Linked DNA regions of Sus scrofa: region 2 is linked to region 1. The links are chromatin contacts, called in public HiChIP or PLAC-seq maps. All regions are on one chromosome and are shown on one strand. Each heading gives the region's core, a stretch centred on a gene start, on an enhancer-like site or on the middle of the called end of the contact. The rest is flanking DNA. Distances are from core to core; before and after follow the strand shown.

What was found. HiChIP or PLAC-seq counts read pairs in DNA pulled down with a chosen protein or histone mark.
Region 2: a contact with region 1 is called in an H3K27ac HiChIP or PLAC-seq map of alveolar macrophages. The contact joins two enhancer-like sites. A contact is called at or near these places in 2 of 2 datasets of contacts at active chromatin or transcription factors (alveolar macrophages and skeletal muscle).

The regions. Positions count from the first base shown.
Region 1 is chr14:35,816,288-35,820,057 of Sscrofa11.1, reverse strand. The region is part of intron 4 of C14H12orf49 (UPF0454 protein C12orf49 homolog); the gene reads right to left. Among named protein-coding and RNA genes, the nearest start is that of C14H12orf49, 110 kb to the right of the region's middle. Within about 2 kb of position 2,062, at least 6 of the 83 cell types and tissues checked have an H3K27ac peak or open chromatin away from gene starts, as enhancers often do. A contact at or near this core is called in alveolar macrophages, where this site is marked.
Region 2 is chr14:35,993,914-35,997,683 of Sscrofa11.1, reverse strand. The region is part of intron 5 of C14H12orf49 (UPF0454 protein C12orf49 homolog); the gene reads right to left. Among named protein-coding and RNA genes, the nearest start is that of MED13L, 66 kb to the left of the region's middle. Within about 2 kb of position 1,918, at least 4 of the 83 cell types and tissues checked have an H3K27ac peak or open chromatin away from gene starts, as enhancers often do. A contact at or near this core is called in alveolar macrophages, where this site is marked.

The DNA.
Region 1 (3,770 bases), core at 813-3,312:
AGATTTTTGGGTCAGCCCTGCCTCTAATCTGCTGTGTGATCTTGGGCTAGTGACTGTCCCTCTCTGGGCCTCAGATGCCTCAATTGCAAAGTAAAGAAACTATGTGAGATCCACATTTCTTAAAACATAATTGGGAGAACAGTAGTCTTTTGAAGTGAAATGGAGAAACTATCTACATATGTGTATAATTAGGAGTTGTGATGAATTAAATTATGTCCCTTCTGCCTCCTTCTCCCCCTCCCCACAAAGACACATGGAAGTCTTAATTCACACACTTTCAGAGTGTTTCCTTACTTTGAAATAGAGAAATTTTAATTAGTTAAGATCATAGTGGAGTAGGATGGGCCCCTAATCCAATATGACTGGTATCCTTATAAGACAGACACCCAGGAGGAAGGCTGCATTACGAGGAAGGCAGAGATGGTAGGGATGTAGCTGCAAGCTAAGGAATGCTAGAGACTTCCAGAAGCTATGAAGAATCAAGGAAGGATTTTTCCCTAGAGTCTTCAGATGGAGCATGGCCCTGCTGACATCTTGATTTCCAACTCCCAGCCTCTAGAACTGTGAGACAACAAATTTCTGTTGTTTTAAGCCCTCTAATTCATGGTGCTCTGTTATGACCACTTTAAGGCACTGCTAAAGGAGTCAAGGACATCTGCGAATTCTGTACGCCTTGTCCCCTCAGAGGTCTACCATTCACACTCTTGCATTCTGGGTCCTCCAGAAAAGACCCACTTAAATGTGTTTAATCCGGCATTTCCACAACCTCTTTGATGACTGCTAAGATTGGATGATCTCTAAGATCTCTTCCAATTGTGACTTTGTGGGATTGCCCTTAACCTAATCATCTCAAAGAGAGAAGACATGGATGGCTAGGACGGGGTCAGGCAGGGAATGTGGGGAGGGTTTAGGCAAACTTTCATCCTTTTTATACTTTAATTTTTTTTTTTAAGAACCTATGTATGTGGTTTAAAAATATTCAAACGGTTAAAAAAAAAAAAAGCTGTACAATGAAAATAAATCTCTCTTCCACATCTCTCCCCCAGGCCTTCACAAGATACAACACCCCACTCTTATTTATTCGTCCAGAGATAATTCTATTCATATATAAGCACATATATAGATATGTTCCTTGTTTTGCACAAATGGTAGTCTGCTATATTTATTGTTTTCCACTGTGCTTTTTTTTTTTTTTTAACTTATCTTGAAGATTTCTGTATCAGCAGGTACAGATCAGGGTTTCTCAATCTTGACACTGCTGATATGATAGGCTGCGTAATTCTTTGTTGTAGGGGCTGCACTGTGCATTGTAGGATGTTTAGCAGCATCCCTGGCCTCCCCTCACTAGATGCCAGTAGTGCTGCCCCTTCGCCCTCAATTATGACCACTGAAAATGTCTCCAGACTTTGGTAAATGTCCTCTGAAGGGGGGTGGGGGTGGGGCAGTAAAGCTGCCCTGAGTGGGAACTACTGATATAAATCTACCTCATTCTTCCAAAGGGCTGTCCAGTCTTCTATTGCACAATTTACTCACCCAGCCGCTTACTGGTGGCCACTTAAGTTGTTTCCAGTCTTCAGTTAGCATAAACAATGTTATAATGAATATTCTTGCACATGTCTCTTTGGCACATAAACATACATTTATCTGTTTGCTAAATCTCTATGACATTGTCTTGTTCACCACTCAGTAAATACTGGTTAAGTAAATATACAAATAGAAGGAGAAGAATCGGAACTGGGAGCTTGCGATTCCTACCTGTTCCGCCAAGTCGGGGAAATTCTGCTTATGATTGAAGGAAATGAGGCCAGTGCAATGAGAGAAAAGGCACCAAGAGATGGAGTTCTCATCTAAGCCTCTGGATCCAATCTGCCTGAAGCTAGATCCTCCTGGATTTGCCCATTTTGTGAGTCAATGGATTTTTCTTTACTCCTTAAGCCTGTTTGAGTTGGAGTTTTGTAACCTACAACTAAAAGACTGCTGGGTGTCAGCAGAAGCATTACCCCCGCAAGAAGCCTGTCCTGACTCAACCCTCTTCTCTGGGCTCCTACAGATCCAGTGTTGTGTGTGCATAGTTAAGTACTTCCTCTGTGAGAGTCACTGTCCCCCCATGGGGTTCCTCACCCCTGTATCCACAGCCCTTGCCCAATCTGGATACTCAAAATGCTCTGATGAATAAATGAGCGTTAGTACCATATGACTTGTGGCCTCAATGCCTCAGCTAAGTGGAGGCTCAATAAATCCATGCAAGGAGCCTCCTGGCAGCAGGAGAATCCTCTTAACTTGATTCCGGAAGCTCTGCTAAAGGAGCAAAACAATACCTGCTCCAGGGCACAAGGCTGTGAAGGGAGGGAGGGGTTCCTAGGGGTGAGGGGCTATCTTCCAGGAATCTCTGCTGTCCTGACCGCCCACTGGACGTCACTGGGCAAATGGCCCAATGGCCCCTAACGTCTCTGACTGTGCTTAAACTTTCCACTCACTTCCAGAACAGGTTTGGCTTCACTGGGGAACTATCCTGCTTCAGCAAATCACGCCCCACCTGCTGCAAACAAAGCACACCGTTTACATCATGAATGTTTATAAAGTGCTCTGAGCATCTTGGACAAGAGCCTCCACACAAGCACAAAGCATTACAGGCCAGCAGAAAGGACAAGAATCTCCCTCAACAGATTCCAGTCTGTAAAGTGACCCGATTCTATGCCAGTTCATGCAAGAGGATCCCAAGAAGGAAGGAAGATAATGAGCACACGTGTACATACGAATGCTAGGAGTGTTCACATGCATTCCGTACTATTAAGTGAGCACCTACTGTGTGCCAGGCACTGGTCTAGGTGTTCATCATTAAACCAAAGCTTTCATTCCAGCAGGGGGAGGCAGGCAAGGAAGAAAGGAGTCATTTCAAAAACAAATAAATGTTATAAAGAAAGGAGAATGGGGAGGGTGGGATAAAGAGAGGCTTTGAAGAGATGCTACTGGAGGCTGGGAAATCACTTGTCACCTACTCAACCCCCACAACCACCTGATGTCACTGCCCCCATTTTATAGAAGAGGAGGCTGCAGGTAAGAGCACCGCAACCTGCCCCACAGTCACATAGAAAGAGCAAGCATCTTAAGGGTACCTGGGGTTTGTTTTAAGCAAGTTTGGTAAGACAATGACACTGAAATGATTGTCATGAAGAAATAATTTTATTACATCCACAGATTCCTAGAGACAGGAGGCATGGCCTTCTCCGTAGGATCACATGGGGAAGCATCAGGGTCAGTCTGGAGGCAAAGGCAACAAGGGAAAAACACACACAAGAACTTTTACCAGTTTCTCCTGGAAGGAGTGGGTGAGGTAGGGCAATCAGGCTCAGGATAGGCTAGTTTGAATAATCTCAGGAAGATCTCAGGCCTAGGTGCTGTCCCCAGGTTGTGTGCCCTGGGGTGAAAAGGGCAGGTGGGTTGTAGCTCAGAGGGTGAGAGCCCCAGAAAGGAGAGGAGTGGAGACCAGGAGCTCTGGATCACTTGGTTTGCATTTGAAAGGTATGCTTCCTAGTGAACTGTTCATTATACCCAAGAGTTGGCTAAGCCGGGGAGCGGCAATCCCTACTGGGTAGCAAGGTCCCAAGATGTTCAAAGCATCAGAATACAGGAAATAAGACATAGTTAATACACAGACCCAGCCTGGGGTTCAAGTTGCCCCCCTTGGCTGCCCACAGTCACTGCAGGAACCAAGACCCTGGTTAAGAGGGGCTCTCCAACAGGTTGGGTTCAGCTCCATATGGAAAGAG
Region 2 (3,770 bases), core at 669-3,168, 180 kb before region 1:
CTACTTGCCCAGTGCAGAAAAGAATGAGTGAATGAATGGTTGGATGGATGGATTGATGGATGGATGGATGGATAGATGGATGGGTGGATGAACTCTTTATGCAATAGTCTCCAGTCCAAATCTGGGTTCTCCAGGGATAACTGCTGATGTATTGACTCCTGTGCCAGCCATCCACCTGGATCTCCACTGACTGACCCTTCTGTTTGGGCTGGGGCTGGGGTTCACTTGGACCCTGATTTATAGACTCTAAAGAATCCCAGGTGCCCAACCCTGCTGGGGATTCTTGGCCCCATGTGCCTGGGTCTAGTGTCTGGTTCCTGGTCTTATTTCAATGTTTAGACATTTGAGGGGGCCTGGCCTGGCCATGTGCCTTTAAGTTGGAAGGTCTTATTCCAGCCACATGGCCAGTATTCAATACAAATGAACCACTGACTCATTTATAGCCTTTGTCCTGGACCATTCGCCTTGACCTAGCTAGCTTGGCTTTTGTTCATAACGTCCTCTAGGTATCTTGGCTCCAGCCACTATATCAACCTCCTCAGGCTGATTTGCATTTTCGTATTGGCTGTGATCTCATAGTTCTCTCCTGGACAATGGGTCACACCTGACTTCCTACCCCAAAATTGTGTCATTGAGCTCTGCTTTCTTTCCTCAATGAAGATTCATGTCAATCCCTTTGATTATATCACCCTTGGCACTTTGGGGTTAACACTTGACCAAATCTAGGAACCTATGTCCATAGCATCTTGTAGCCTTCTTCCCCTGGGTCCATCTGGCCTCAGGCATGAGAGTAGAATGTCTACACCTGTGGATCTGCTTAGGTCCCCAACCCCAGCCTTTCCTGATCTCTCTTGACAGCTTTCCTTCATCAAACATTTATCAAATACCTACTATGTGGCAGGCACTGTACCAGGCCTGAGGGATTTAATTCCCACCTGGACATACATAGTTTCATTGCATGAAAACCTCTCAGAGAGACAGACATGTAAACAGGCAATTGCAATGCAATGTGTTTAGAGCCAAAACATAAGGATGAGAGCTCTGTGAACCATCACAGCACCTCCCAACAAGGAGAAATCAGAACTGGAATAAAGGAGATAAAAAATGGTGCCAGACACCAAATGAGTTCAAATGGAAACCCCAGGGAATTACTGCCCCAGAGTTCCCTACCCTGGAAATCAGAGCTACTTCCTCCTCTGGGGTGGGGGGGGGCAGGGAGGGGAAAGCACTGATGGTCCAACAATGGCAACCACCAGTGCCACAGGAGCTGATCTGGTAACCAGGCTCTGGATATCAAGCTACCTCCCTCCAAAGCAGTACTGCTCCAGCACAAAAGTTGTGTTTCTGCCTAAAAGGAAAGAGTTGGAGAAATTACTGAAAACACAGTGATGGTAAATTCTGCTCCGAGATAATGGGGACAAGGGTTTTGAAAGAGTTCTCTGATTCTAAGAAAAAAAATTAGAAGGAAGATGAGCTTGTGCCTCCATGAGATGAGAAACCAAGAGACAAAGCAGTATGGAAGTTCTGGCATCAGACCATGCTAAAGAAAAGAGTAAAATAAATGCCATAAAAGTAATGTTTGTTCCCCCTCTCCCTCACTCGCCTATTCTTAGCTAATACTCACAGCATGGTACCTGGAAATCTGAACTCACTAATTTGAACTGTGTGAGGAGAGAAAGTCTAATCGAGTAAATGGTTCAAATGCTAGAATTTATTTGGAAAGAAATGATTTAATTACCTGGAAGAAAGTATAGTTGCAAAAGAAGGAGCATAGGGAAGTGGGGGAGGGGTCTACTTATATGAATATATGAGGCTTATTTGGTAATAGAACATAATTGTTTTCATAAAATGATGCCTAGAGTCCTCAAGAAAGTGCTTGCCCTTCCTCTTCCTGTCTGGATGGGCTTCCCCTACATCATATGATCTGCATTCTTGAGATGATATTCATTCTGCTCTTCCTCTTAGAATATAAGGTGGACAAAGTGCAGGGGAAGTAGCATCTCAATAAAAGAAGGTCCAAAAATGCCACCTCTGTTATACTATTAAGTTCTTTGTCAAAACCTGATGGGATTCAAAGCAGAAGTTTCTTCTTAGGGGAAAGGTTCATGTGAGAAAAACCAGGGATGGAGTCAGGGAAGTTAGGAGGACCATCAGAGCCCCAGTGAAGAAGAGAGGGAAGGAAGGTCTTGTGGGAAGCATCCTAGACCACTGCGCATCTAGGGAAGGCTTGGCAAGGCCCTTGGAGTACAGCTGCTGTGCTCAATCGTGGGCTGGGAGCAGCATCTCCGGCAATATCAGAACCAGCACTGCAGCCCTTGATCAGTTAAGCCCTGTGGTATGAGGTCCTCAACACACATTGTCATGATTGTTCCACCTCTCTTCATAGTTAGGGTGGCTCCTGTGTCAGGTTCAGTTCTTTGAGTGTTTAGAGTAGGGGTTTCTGCACAGCTTTTGGGTATAGTAGACAATCAAAGAGATAATTTTCATGCTAAAGTATTTCAGTTGCTGAGCTATTTCAATAGTTTGTGAAGACCATTGGGGTAAATATTTAAAAATCAAGACAGAGCTTCTCAAGTGTAGTCCTCTTCTGGCAGAAAACACTTGGGATACCTGTTTAAATGTCTTTATTTCTGCCTAGACCTGTCAAATCAAAACCTTGGGAGTTGAGAAACAGAGCTCTATCAGATGCCATATTTGTTTTTTTTGTTGTTGTTGTTTTTTTTTTTTTTTTTGTCTTTTTGTCTTTGTTGTTGTTGTTGTTGCTATTTCTTGGGCCGCTCCCACGGCATATGGAGGTTCCCAGGCTAGGGGTCCAATCGGAGCTGTAGCCACCAGCCTACGCCAGAGCCACAGCAACGCGGGATCCGAGCCTCGTCTGCAACCTACACCACAGCTCGCGGCAACGCCGGATCGTTAACCCACTGAGCAAGGGCAGGGACCGAACCCGCAACCTCATGGTTCCTAGTCGGATTCCTTAACCACTGCGCCACGACGGGAACTCCCAGATGCCATATTTGTTGATAGCACAAAGTAAAGGGAAGCTTGTTTGAGATTATTTACACCAGATCCAAATTAAATGATACCTAAGTGAAATGTAACTACATTTTAATATCGAAATCTTCCTACTTTCTTTTCTTTGCCATCAGTAGCTACATACACCCTTCTGCTTCAAATCCTTCTGTTTTCCAAGTCCTCCTTTCAGACAGCTGGGAAAAAAAAGTTACAACAGTCTCGGAAAACTGGGCTTCAGAGAAAGCAGTAAGATTACTCAATTGTTTCCCCTTTGTTAATTTGAGGCTCTTAAATTATGCATGTTGTTGTGCTCACATTTGCATGTTCAATTCACATGCCTGAGCTACCAGTCAGCAAGATAAAATCAGGCATAATAATTTAAATAACCTGTGTCTGATTTCTCCTCACCCAAATTTCGGGGCTGACAGTCCTTGAGACAAAGAATAGATAATTAAATCACTTGGGAAATGCAAGGGAGGTGCTGGTGGAGTCAGGAAAGGAAGGACGGGGTCAAGGAGCCACCTCCTGCTTCCATCCCTTCTGGACTGCCAACACTTTCTCCTTCCACACCCCACTGGATTTCATAACCTCCACGAGGCCCCTTTCCCAGAAAGGACTGACTGTCTTGATTCTGATCCTTGGGCAAGAAAGGCCAGGAGTGGAGTTTGTCCCTCTGCCTGATGTGGGTAACCTTGAATATAAAGAAACCACCACAATACAGATGGTCCTGAAATTTGAACCAATGCAAGGCAATATGC